2 separate regions of the Zea mays genome follow, and region 1 is linked to region 2. The links are chromatin contacts, called in public Hi-C maps. All regions are on one chromosome and are shown on one strand. Each heading gives the region's core, a stretch centred on a gene start, on an enhancer-like site or on the middle of the called end of the contact. The rest is flanking DNA. Distances are from core to core; before and after follow the strand shown. Region 1 has its middle 27 kb from the start of LOC109944053. Region 2 holds the start of LOC103647464 (keratin-associated protein 5-4).

Region 1 (2,907 bases), core at 188-2,687, 99 kb before region 2:
AAGGACCGGTTTGTCATCTTTCACTACCTATACTCATGATAAGTACAACCACTTGAGACTGTGTGGGCAGTCACTCAATCTGAACTCGTACGTCCAACCCCAGGGTTATGAAGGCTGGGGAGCACCGGGAGGATAAGGAGGGGGAAAGTTTTGTCCGGTTTGGACATGGTGGTGGCCTGACTCCTTCCAGATAACCGTTAAGGTTAGGACGTGCGGGGAAAGAAAGAGATTCGGATTCGGATCTCATTGATCATGAGATCGCAGAGCCGGACTAGTGGGTAAAGTGTACACCTCTGCGCAGAGTTTGAAAACCTATTCGAATAGTCTGTGTCCACAGGAATGGACGAGTCTGGTATGGTATGGCAATTAATGTTTTGTTTTCCAAAAAAAAAGAGATGCTTTTGAAAAGTGGTTTTTACAAGGTTCGGCGGTTGAGCCGTGAGCTATGGTGGACGGGAAGTCCAGTAGCTGTTTTTGAAAATGAAAACCAGTGGGAATTGCTGAGATACCTGGATGGTTTAGTCCACGGGATTTTGTTATAATACTGAAAAACTTCCTGCTCCTTTTGGAGAGGATGCGCTTTGCAAAAATACAAAATGTTTTTCAAAACAACTCTGCATAAAATATTGTTGTTTCTGCAAAATATCTTGAGCTCCACATATTCCATGCATTATATCTGATTTCCCCATTCCGCGGGTGAAGGTGGGCTGCTGAGTACGTTTGTACTCACCCTTGCTTATTTGTTGTTTTTCAGAAAAAGGAGATCGGGTAAGAGTTACGACTGTTCCCAACCTTGCCTGTGGCTGTTGGACCGCTGATTTGCTTCGTTGCGTATATCGGGCTGCTTCAGCCCCACTCTGATGATATGTCCCGAGTTGTGGACCAACTCTTAAAGTTGATCGCCACCTTTATAGGTTTGTCTCGTTTAAGCAGATTTGGTATCATCTAATGTATAAATGTGTTTACTAGCCTCCTGGGACTAGTAATCGTATCACATTTGAGTCCCAGAGGATTGGGGACGCTTCAACGGAGGAGGGACGCGGCGCAGCGCGGCGGCCAGGAGCCTGGTCACGAGCGGCGCGACGGCGTCCCGTGGGTGCTCCCCAGCGACGAGCGCCAGCAGCCGGATCATGTGCTGTCGGTTGTGGAGGTGGTTGGAAGCGCGGCGGGATTTGCGGGAGGGCGTGTGGGCAGAGACGGGGGCGGTCTACACTTCTATTAGTAGAGATTATCAATTTGAGATAAAATAGGAGGACTATTCGATTGGATTCGAGATAAATGGGCTCTTGCCTGAACTAAGCGGGCTCAATACTCCCAGCTCCGAAAGCCCTCTGAGTATTTTGGATTGAGCCTCGGGAATGTGAATGGGCCCAAAATTAACCAGGCCTGGGTGGAGCCCAGTCCTTGGAGCTGGAATTTGCGGGATACTAGCTTCGCTTTCCTGATTCCTGAACCGCTCCACGTCTCCACCTCGTTCTCATCCCAGCTCTTCCATCTGGCCTCTCTAAGAGATCTGATTTGTTCCCTCGTGCAGACTGTAGAGCCCCAATCGGAGAAGGTAAATTTTTAGTGTACCCTATTTTTTTCTTTGCAATTTTGATTAGTGATGTTTAGTGTATTTTCTGTTTCATATTTACACTATTTTATATTATATTTGTATTTTAATGTTTGCGCTTATAGACTTAAATGTTAAATCTATAGTTTCATATGTTGTTGTTATCTTTATGTTTTGAATTGTATACCAAATCATTATAGTCATACTAAATAATCTATGAAATTTTTATGGCATACCTCATAAAAAAATCCTAGCTACGCCACTGAATCTAGTAGTTGTGTTTGTTGGGTACCGCATAAAATAAATTGTTGTTTTGCCCATCTCAGTTTTGTCTCTTTGTTGTTATATCATCCAGTATCTATGACTTATGGGACCATTTATGTCTATAATTTATGGGTCCTATAATGAAGCCCATAAATTATAATGGCAAAGTTGTAAATCTCGCATCTCTTTTTCTCTACCAGGCATGAAGGAGCCTAGCCTAAGAGCATCTCCAAGATACCCTTAAAACCTTGATCCTAATCTTTATTTTAGAAAAAAAGGGAAAAATGCCTTCAACAGTACCCTAAGCAGTGTCTCTAAAGACCTAAACTACCGCAGGCGAAAACAAACCTCTCCACGATGCAAACCTCTGTCGCCGCACAAGCTCCCCATCGAGGCCCGTATCTCTCCATGCGCCACTTCACTAGCCCGCGTCAAAGCGTTCAGACCACGTGTTGTGCTTGCCAGTTCATAGAGGAGACATAACACATGTTGTGCAAATGGCTCACTTGCCAGGGTTGTTCGTTTCGGATTAAAACCAACTGTTCAAATTGTTGTAGCCGCAATCTACAGAGACAAAATACTATAGAAACACTAGAAATCGTTTTAGATTAACATTTCGGATTAAATCCAAGAACAACTACTTTGATATGCTTGAGACTCCTAAAAAACCTTTGATCTCTTAGCTCTTGCTCCAGTTTCTAGCAACAGCAAGGGACTGAAAAAGGAGGAGCATGGTTCTATGGCTGGTATAGCTGAAACTGAATCATATGCACTCTGATTGAATAAGCATGTCGAATATATTGAGAGTTGTTTGAGATGGTTTACTTTTTTTGGAACTAAAGATTTAGGGAGATCCATTTTCTATGTATTGGGATATTATTTTTTGGATCTCTTGTAAATGGTCTCTAAGGTAGTAACACCTTTTGTGCGTCCCAGTTTCAGCTCGTTTGCTAGATGCCTCCCCAATATCGAAACCAGGCCCATGGTGCACGATCTAGCCAGTGGTAGATCGAGGAATGGATTAAAGGAAAGGGCTAGTTTTTTTAGACTAAACTAAGATAAAATTAAATTATATAATTCATTATATC
Region 2 (2,963 bases), core at 105-2,604:
CTAGTCCAGAACATAGAAAGCCCCAAAACTGTGGCAGCCCAGCCCATAAACACCAGTAGTACATGTACTGTACTGTACGGTGCACCGTGCAGCGCACCACCTTTGCCTCTGCTGCACGAACACTCATGATAGCGCTAGTGCCTGACGAAGGAACGCCATGCCGTGTGCGTGTCCGCGGAGCAAGAACGGAAGGGGGACACGCCCACCCGCCGCTCCACGCGCAGCTCTGACACGGGCAGCGCGCCAGTGCCACTGCCCACTGCGGTCTGCGGCACTGCCCATGCCCCCGTCCCCTCTTTTCTCCCAAGGAACCGAACCGCACGGCCCAAGAGGACAAGAGGTACAGCCGCGGCACGCCCGAAGAGGGCAACTGGGCTGGGCGAGCCTGTCGCGCGTCGGGAATAGCTGCCGGGATCCGCCGCCCTCCCTCCCTCCATCCCTCCGCATTTTTAAGGCTCTCATCCCCAAACGAAGACGAAATAAATGGCGTGGTGTGCTCCAACGATCAGATTTTGCACACCAACCTGCCATTAAACTAGTGCATCTCCCCCACACGCACACGCTAGTACTGGCCCCCCTTCTACACGCTGCACATGTTTCCTAGAAAACGAGAGCGCGCGACGAATCGGATGCTTACTGCAGCTGGTGGTGATTTTTTTTTTTTTTGAAAGTTTTTTTTTAGTTAGGGCAAGTCAAAGGGGGACGAGACAGAATCACAGAAAGGGAACGGTCCTGCCGGCGATGCCTCACCTTGAGGAAGTCGATCTCGCGGTTGAGGGCCTGCAGCTCCAGCTGCAGCCGGCGGCGGCCGCACAGGTCCGGGTACCTCGGCGGCGACTTGGGCCGTGGGGGCTCCAGCACCACCGCCACCTCCTCCCCCATGGACCTCACATGTACTGGCGGCTAGCAGAGTACCTCCCACACCGGCACACCTCCCCCTAACGAGTGCCGGCCGGTGTTCGGGACTAGAGAAGCGGAATGTTGAGGAGGGAGTGGTGGCTGGCTGATGGTGGTATAAGTCGCGGCGATCGGGCGATGAGCAGGGGGACAGCGGGCTGAGGCGGGTGGAGGATATCGCACGCACGGGAGTGACGGACACGCGCGCTCGTGTCTGCGCACGCGAGGGGAAGCAGGATGAGAGGAAGAAGAGGAAGTGGGAGGATTGGATGAGGAAGCGAGGAGCAGGACGTCCCCATATACTGATTACTGAGCGGGAGGGAGAGAGAGAGAGGATGGCTGCGCGGGCAATAATGGCAGAGAAGGGGGCGTGGGGTTGAGAGAGAGAGAGAAACGGGAGAGCAGGGGAGGAAGGACGCTGTTGGGGTTTAATAGGTGGGCCTTGTTTGACTGCGACGTGGGTCCCAGGCCCACATGGTTCGGGGTTTAAGCTAGGGACGCCGCCGTGGGGTGGGACGGAACAGTAGGGTAGGAAGTAGGATCACGGACGGCGTTATGGTGATCTTGGTCTCGTTGCCGTTGCCGTTGGACCCTTCTCAATCTTCTCCGGTGGTGGTTTGCGAGTCCGCCTCCGCTGACGACGAGCTCAACAGTGCAAAACCATCATGATGCGGCGTCGGTGAAATCATGGCGAGCGCCGAGGATCTGTTTAGCAGCTCCACTTTTCTCAGAAGAGGATTTCAGATCTAATAAAACAGGCCTCGATGGGTCACTCGTATCATCCGACAGAGAAGCAATGACCCTACCTGATGCAACAGCCCAACGTATGAGATTCACGGCTGGTGGCAGCTAATGATAATATCATTTCTTTTTACAGAACGAGCACGTTACAATATCCAAAGTTTCATTATCTTGCCAATTCTATCTACGAATCTAGACAAACTCATGTCTCGTAACTAAAATTGCAGTCCTTTTTAAGACATGTACAACATTGCTTTAGAGACTAAATGACAAAAATACAGGAGACTTTCTCTTCTCGGATAGCCAGCCTCTACTCGATTTTCTGTGTATATATTGTCTCTAAACTACATTTATAATATGAATGATTTTAAAAACAACTCATTGTATCATGCAATCTCTTACTTATATCTTGTACATGAAAATCGATGTACGGGCTTATGTTTATACATGTCTTTAGACGAATTACAATACTCCACCTCAGCTAATTTCATACCATCCAATACACTACCATGCCATCAAATTGATGATTTGGTCCAAACAACTCCGCGGGGAACAACTTAAGTGGCTTGATGGTTGACATCATACTCTTGCAGTCTTGCTACGATATGTGTTTGGTACTCCTTGCTCGCTCAACACGAGCTAAATAATCTATTCGATTGTTTCATTTTAACATGAGCTAATCTTCTATACCATGACCAACTCGTACTTGACTTGGTGAACATACATATCGTAAGATTTGTTTCGCTATCACCAAAGTCCACCAAATAAGGGCCTGTTCGGTTAGACCCTTCCCGGCCGGGATCACAGCCCGATCCACGTGGATCACCCCCTCCTGGAAACAATCCCGACCCATAAAAAAATGGTGTTCGGTTAAGCCCTGTTGCCCTCGGCCTGGAACGGTGCCCCTGTCGAGTCCATGATTTTTTCGTTGCCCCTGACCTGGAACGGCGCCCGGTCTCTCAGCGGTGGAAAATATCCCCACGCGAAGCAGCCGCAAGGCAACAGGCGTAAAGCAGGCGGCGGCGACTAGGCTTGGACGCGAGATTCCTCTCCCCGACGTCGATTTCCTCCGACAGTCGACTTCTCACCAGTACTCTTCTTCCTCTGTGTCTCCTATTGCATCTAGGGTCCAAGAATTTATAGTCGATGGGCAAATCTAGGATCCCCATCGCCGACACACGAACTTCGCCTGACGCAGTCAACGGCTACGCAGCCGGAGCCCCATCGCCGGCGAGCGTTGCGTGAGAGGGCAAGAGCGGAGATGCTCGCTCTCCCTCTCCAGCTCTGCATCTGTGCAATAAAGAAGCAGCTGCGTGAAAGAACCA

The links. Hi-C and Micro-C count contacts between places; a contact is called where the count stands out from the background.
Region 1: a Hi-C map of leaf shows a contact between it and region 2, with 7 times the contacts expected there. The contact joins the enhancer-like site here to the promoter of LOC103647464 in region 2. A contact is called at or near these places in 2 of 25 Hi-C or Micro-C datasets (ear and leaf).

The regions. Positions count from the first base shown.
Region 1 is chr2:189,499,416-189,502,322 of Zm-B73-REFERENCE-NAM-5.0, reverse strand. No RefSeq gene overlaps it. Among protein-coding and RNA genes, the nearest start is that of LOC109944053, 27 kb to the left of the region's middle. Within about 2 kb of position 1,437, at least 15 of the 20 cell types and tissues checked have an H3K27ac peak or open chromatin away from gene starts, as enhancers often do. A contact at or near this core is called in ear and leaf, where this site is marked.
Region 2 is chr2:189,400,382-189,403,344 of Zm-B73-REFERENCE-NAM-5.0, reverse strand. It overlaps LOC103647464 (keratin-associated protein 5-4), which reads right to left and starts at 1,354. Exons shown (of 5, transcript XM_008672002.4): 1 at 751-1,354. The coding sequence starts at 882.